Linked DNA regions of Mus musculus: region 1 is linked to region 2. The links are chromatin contacts, called in public promoter capture Hi-C maps. All regions are on one chromosome and are shown on one strand. The core of a region is the stretch at or near the end of the contact, and the rest is flanking DNA. Distances in the headings are between cores, read along the strand shown.

Region 1 (3,203 bases), core at 688-3,187, 1.5 Mb before region 2:
GCTCATTTCCTGGTATGACAATGAATACGGCTACAGCAACAGAGTGATGGACCTCATGGCCTACATGGCCTCCAAGGAGTAAGAAACCCTGGACCACCCACCCCAGCAAGGACACTGAGAGCAAGAGAGAGGCCCTCGGTTGCTGAGGAGTCCCTATCCCAACTTGGCCCCCAACACTGAGCATCTCCCTCACAATTTCCACCCCAGACCCCCATAACAGGAGGGTCCTAGGGAGCCCTCCTTACTCTCTTGAATACCATCAATAAAGTTCGCTGCACCCAAAAAAAAAAAAAAAGAGTGAGTGTGTGAGTAGACATACAAGAACTAACTATGGTGACTAACGGCACTCCATTTCAGAGTTAGCTATGGTGACTAACAGCACTCCACTCCATTTCAGAGTTAGCTATGGTGACTAACGGCACTCCACTCCATTCCAGAGTTAGCTGTGGTGACTAACGGCACTCCACTCCATTCCAGAGTAAGCCAACAAGCCTCAGTTCATACACATTACTAAAATTTACATTTGAGGGACAGGGTTAAGATGGCGCGGAAAGAAAAAGAATCGGAGACTTGTAATGTTGAGACTTTAAGGTTGTGTGACTTTGCTTTGTAACTTTGCAGATGAAAGCAACTTGCTTCTTTTCTGTTCAGGGCTAGTTAAATGGAGGCAGACTCATCATCACCTTTAGGAAGGGGAATTTAGTGTCAATTCTGGTACCACACTAACAGTCACAATGATCGGCAAAAACAAGTATTTGGAATAAAGAAACTTTCCCTTCACAGGTTTAAGATTTTGACTTGATGGTGTCTGACTTTATTAAGGGAAATGAGTCTTAGATAATATAAAAATAGACTCTTCTTTTAAAATGTTAAATATCAGTCATGGGGTCACAAAAATCTTCATAGAATCCTAGAACCAAAGAAGCTTTAGAGAGCAAAGGGTACATGTACACTTATAGTGTAGTCAAAGCAACGGATACCCACTGGATGGGACCTACACCAAACCTAGGAGTCAAAACGGCAACCCTCCCATCCTGAAACCACGTTTATCACTCTGGCCATCATTTCATGCTGAAGCTTCTCTTAGAAACCAGAGAAAAAGACAGGCTGGGATCTTTCCAGACGTAGGCACTTTAGGGTACAGAGTTAACCCTTGATTGACAGACCATCAGCGTTTATCACATACGAAAGCAAACTCAGTTAAATCCTCCTGCCTCGAAAGGCTTTCTTGACATTCTAGAGTCAGTGATGAATTTCCACTCCAGATACGTAAGAACAAATGCAAAGCATACAAAATAACTGTGAATTGCTTTTCTCCACAGGCGTTCTTTTTAAAACAGGAGGGACTTACCTGCTCAGTTGTTAAGAGCCTAGTGCATAGTATGATTCATTATATCACTTTCAAATGTGTGCCACAGCGAGTGTGCTCTTGTGTGCTCTGTGACCTTGTGGTACAAACCTGCGTGTGGTGTTTGCCACATGTGCCTTTCTCCCTGAAATCTTAACCATTGGACATGTATTGGCCCATTCCTGAATCTCCCTGTACTGTTTTCTTCAACAAGCGTGACTCTAACCCTTACCCAAGGAGGTAACACTGACCGTGACCCTAGAACACCTGGAGAATGAACGTTGCTTCAGGAAAGGGGAGGACTGGCTAGCCAATCATTGCTGAAAACTCGCATAGACATGGCAGTTTTAAAACCATCAGGCCCCTGAAGCCTGCAGCTCCTTCCTTTCTTCCACGGGATCTTCCTTCATCTTCAAGAAATAATGTCCTTGTGCGACAAGGCACTGCAAGACCACTCAGCAGCAGTAAGGATGAACGCCAGGGTTTGCCTTGGCTGGCCGAAAGTGCCTCCTTTTGGTGCTCCCTGCATCAACCTTAAGGCAGTGTTCCATTCCCATGGCAACGCATTGTCTCCAGATCCAGAAGCCCAGCTTCAGCGAGACTCCTCATGGCCCGGGCACCCGCACAGGCCCGAGGTAGCAGAGGTCTGAACTGCCTGGCCCGGTGAGCAGGCTGGGAAGGTGTTTCTGTGTCAGTGAGCCAGAAGAGCTCACCAGCTTCTGGAGCAGGGGCCCAGAACGCAGGCAGGGAAGATGGTAGCCGAGCTCCAGGGGCGTCCACAGTTAGGAAGCAACAATAGAAATGCCAGGGATGAGCATCGAGAGATTTGTCCTAGAGGGGGGCCAAGTGTGGTGTCCTAGTCCATCCAGGATCCAGTGCAACTGCGTGGGAACTGTGTGTGGGGCTTTGAGAGTTCAGAATGTGAAAAAAGTAGGACTTAGAAAAGGGAAGTTAGCCCTTCTGTCCACCCCCTATCCCCACCCCACCCTTTTTCCCCCCCAAAGTTGGGTGTTCTGGAGCCTGGATCAAGGAAAGTTACCACAGTATTCTTCAGGGTACGACTTGGATGGTGTTATTAATCAGTAAGGTGTGCATTTAAGGGTTAGGGATAATATAGAGAAATACATTCCACAAATTATTAACCACATCCCGCATCTTCCCACGGGGTCACTTAGTCAACAGCTGACAGTAGCAGCCTAAGTAGTTTTAGCCTCTTAACTAGAACTTCCGATTAAATAGTGACATGACTCCTGGAAAAGAAATTTTTTATTTGGCTTTTCCTTAGCGCAGCCAAACAATATTTGGGTTGAATAGGTCGCCATAGTTTGGATGATCCAGTAGAGGTAAAAGGTGTGTGGTTTAAGAAATGCTTTTAAAAGAACTTTGGAGATGTAATCTAGAGTAGAAGTTAGGGAAACTAAATCTAACCCTGATAAGCACCTTCAGTTTTTCTTAGGAGTCTCTAAACATGGGTCTGCATAGTCCGTTTGTAGATTTATATTTAGCACTTTTAATTTAAAGTCAGTAGCATCCACCGGAGGGCAATTAGAACAGATGTCTAAGCCCTTTCCCCCAAAGCTTACCTCACACGTGACTCTTGGTAGGAAGATGCAAGCCAACCCCATCTGCATTCCAACTGTTAGCAATGACGCCGACTGGGACTTCTGCTTCCACCTGTAAGTACTGACAGTGCCTTGACAAGATGCAGCTCACTGGCCAGAAAGGGTAGGACTTCCCATTTTAAGGAAAGCCCAAGTCAAGAGCTCTGTGAGCACTTTCCACAGAAGAGAAAGGTCCACAGCTGGACTGTATGTTAATATTAAGCATCCAGTCAGGTTGACAACCTCTCAAAGAG
Region 2 (2,928 bases), core at 67-2,566:
CAAGTAGCATGCAGACTGAGAAGGTCATAGGAATGCATCTCTATATATACATATGTGCACATAATAACCATTAATGAAAAATGAAGCCATGAATTTGAAAGATAACAAGGAAGGGGCAGAAGTAAGGGTGTGGAGGAAGGAAAGGAAAAATGTTCTAATCCTTCAACAGAAAAAAATTTTAAGGAAAAAAAAGGAAGGGAAGAAGGGGAGGGGAGGGGAGGGGAGGGGAGGGGAGGGGAGGGGAGGGGAGGGGGACAGCAGTGTTTTTTCAATTGGAGAAACCTCAAAAATATTTTTAGAATGTCAACATCAGAAAAACATTACATCTTCCTTCAAGATCTGTAAAAATCCCCATCTTTTATTTAATCTATATATACCATTAAGTAAGTGTTCTCCGTCATGACAATAGAAAAGCCTGCAAGCACTCTCAGTACTGGGGTGATTAAACTTGATCTTGTCATCTGTAAAGAGGTCCCTTTACTTTTTGTCCTTTATCAGTTTTCAACTGAAAATACCAGCCCCATGCCTCCCCTCCACCCCCCACCCCCCAGCCCATCCTCTCCCCCTATCCTGTCATCAGCAGCAGGACTAGAGTCAAGTGTCTCTCACAGGACAGACATTATGGCAAAAGTTCACTTGTCCCTTTCTCACACACTTCCTCGAAGTCAACACTTACTGAGTCCATCCCAGTTATGGTGGGCAGCTCGTCTCTAGTAACTCCTGCCACCCAGGATTCACGCCCTTCCATTACATTACGTCACAGCAGAAGTGGGTTCCACGGCCAACAGGTGCAGCACAGACACTCTGGCCGTGCACCCACTTCTGAGACTCGGTTAGAAAAGACTGCACTTCTATCTCGCTGTGCGTCTCTGCCCTCCCCCTCAGCTCACACACTGCACTGTGGAGTGGCTGGAACTGAAGCCATCTGCTGTAGCCTCCCCTCCCCCAGCCTGAAGCCAGCCTTAAAGGTTCCACTGTTTACATCAGGGTGGAGCTTGCCGCTCAATCGCTCTGCCACGCCCACTGCTGGAGCCCTCCGCTTTGCTGTTCCGGAGCCATACACGTGGTCACCCTGCTACTGGACCCCAAGATGATTTGGCAGGAATCGGGCCCCCTTCCCCTGCTTCATAACTGCGTTTGGAATAGTAAAATTGAGCTTTGATCAGCATGGCTGTCTTAGCTGCATCTTAGCCTAGCCTCTCTTCTCTTCCAGGTTTCCAAAATGCCTTTCCAGGCTAGAACCCAGACATGTGATCCGCTGGCCGGACACAACAATCTGCGAGAAACAGGAAGTGACTTCTCCTGGGCTGTCCCATCTCCAAGCGCTGCTGTTGTGGTTGACAGCTGAGTGTTACCTCCCAAGGAACTCTACACCAGGACTAAGAGGTGAAATGTCCCTGGATTATGACCTTCACATCCTGTGAGGTTATAAATATGTACGCCTAAAATGCTAAAGGATGAAGTAATTTGTCACACAGCAGTAGAGATGAACTCTCATTAGATACTGAATACACTGAGCCACACCCTCACCAGCACGACCTCTGACCTGCACATTACATAAGTCTGCACACATGTTTATTACACTAGATATAGTATTTTTTGCATTTCGGGTTTTTGAGGAGTTTGCTTTGTTTTGTTTTAGACACAGGGTGCATTGGTTTGAATAGGTATGGCCCCCACTGACTCATGCTTGGCCCACTGGGAGTGGTACTATAAGTAGGTGTGGCCTTGGTGGAGGAAGTGCATCACCGTGGGGGCCGGCTTTGAGGTCTCCTATGTTCAAGGTATGCCCAGTAGGATATACAGCCTCCTTCTGCTGCCTATGGACCAAGATGTAGAACTCTCAGCTCCTGCCCAGCTCATGCCTGCCTGGACTCTGCCGTGTTTTCTGTCACGGACTAAACCTCTGAACTGTAAGATAGATGCTCCAACGGTGTGACAAATGTTGGGGACTGTCTAGGCAGTCAGCTACCTCTGTCATGTCTGTAGTTTTGGAAGCTTGTGTCTTTGTTCTTCCTGCACACTCAGGTAATATTTAATCCCTTCTCAGATCTCTGACGGGGTTGAAGACAGTTATAGTCTCATAGTTAAACTTAAGTTGTTTAGCAGTGAAGACGTTCTAGACTTGAAAAGATGATTTTAGGGTGGAAATACAAGTTAAATTAGAAGATGATTTAAGTACAGTGTTGTAAGCTCACTGCGATAGGATAGACAGTTAAGTACCTCATCTAAGGTACACGATACAGACTGAACCTTTAAAGGTAAGTCATAATAATTTTCATAATTGTTCCAAAATAGTTCCTACTATGTATTGTTTTACTATAAGAGAAAGCCTTCTTATTTGGACAAAAAAGGGGGAAATATAGTAGGTTGGCCTAATGCTGCTTGTATTCTTATGCTTATTTTGAGCCCCCAAGTCAGGTTGCCCCAGAGACAATCGAGTCCACATTTAGATGCTGAGTGATCCTGCCCCCAAATATTATTTCTGGTTGGTAAATTAACAGCCAATAACTGGGCTAAAGAGACATAGGTGGGGTTTCAGTTTCACAGGCTTGGGGTGAAGGAGTTATTAGTGACACTAAAAGCAAATGACATGTAAATTACTGTTTCAAAACTTAGGAATCAAACAGTGCCCACTCCAGGCTGGCTCTGGCCACCTACTTTCATCGTGCGCTCTTTCGATGTTAAAGGCTCGGCTGTGCTGATTCAAGCTCAGCTGCTGTTCGTGAAGGTCCACGGGAGTGGGGTTTATGCCAGTCCCTTCCAGATATAACCTGATCCGCTGCCTCCACAACCACCTGAAAGGGAAGGAAAGGGAGGTTATAGTAAAATCAAACACACTTAGGTAAAGAATAGACATTAGGATAGCCTCAGCAAACTGAAAGATGTATATGAGAAGCTAATTCTAGATTGAGCACAGTGGCATCC

What was found. Promoter capture Hi-C pulls out the DNA fragments that hold promoters and counts their contacts.
Region 1: a contact with region 2 is called in a promoter capture Hi-C map of pre-B cells, with 7 times the contacts expected there. The contact joins the promoter of Ttc23l here to the enhancer-like site in region 2. A contact is called at or near these places in 5 of 39 promoter capture datasets (the 3T3-L1 cell line, the C10 cell line, the HPC-7 cell line and 2 more).

What each region holds. Positions count from the first base shown.
Region 1 is chr15:10,557,403-10,560,605 of GRCm38.p6, reverse strand. Ttc23l (tetratricopeptide repeat domain 23-like) reads left to right here and starts at 1,937. Exons shown (of 13, transcript NM_001378877.1): 1 at 1,937-2,011; 2 at 2,953-3,024. The coding sequence starts at 1,956. It also overlaps the pseudogene Gm8174.
Region 2 is chr15:9,092,584-9,095,511 of GRCm38.p6, reverse strand. Nadk2 (NAD kinase 2, mitochondrial) reads right to left here. Exons shown (of 13, transcript NM_001040395.4): 6 at 2,662-2,798. Among named protein-coding and RNA genes, the nearest start is that of Nadk2, 23 kb to the right of the region's middle. Within about 2 kb of position 1,316, at least 95 of the 459 cell types and tissues checked have an H3K27ac peak or open chromatin away from gene starts, as enhancers often do. A contact at or near this core is called in stem cell-derived epiblast-like cells, where this site is marked.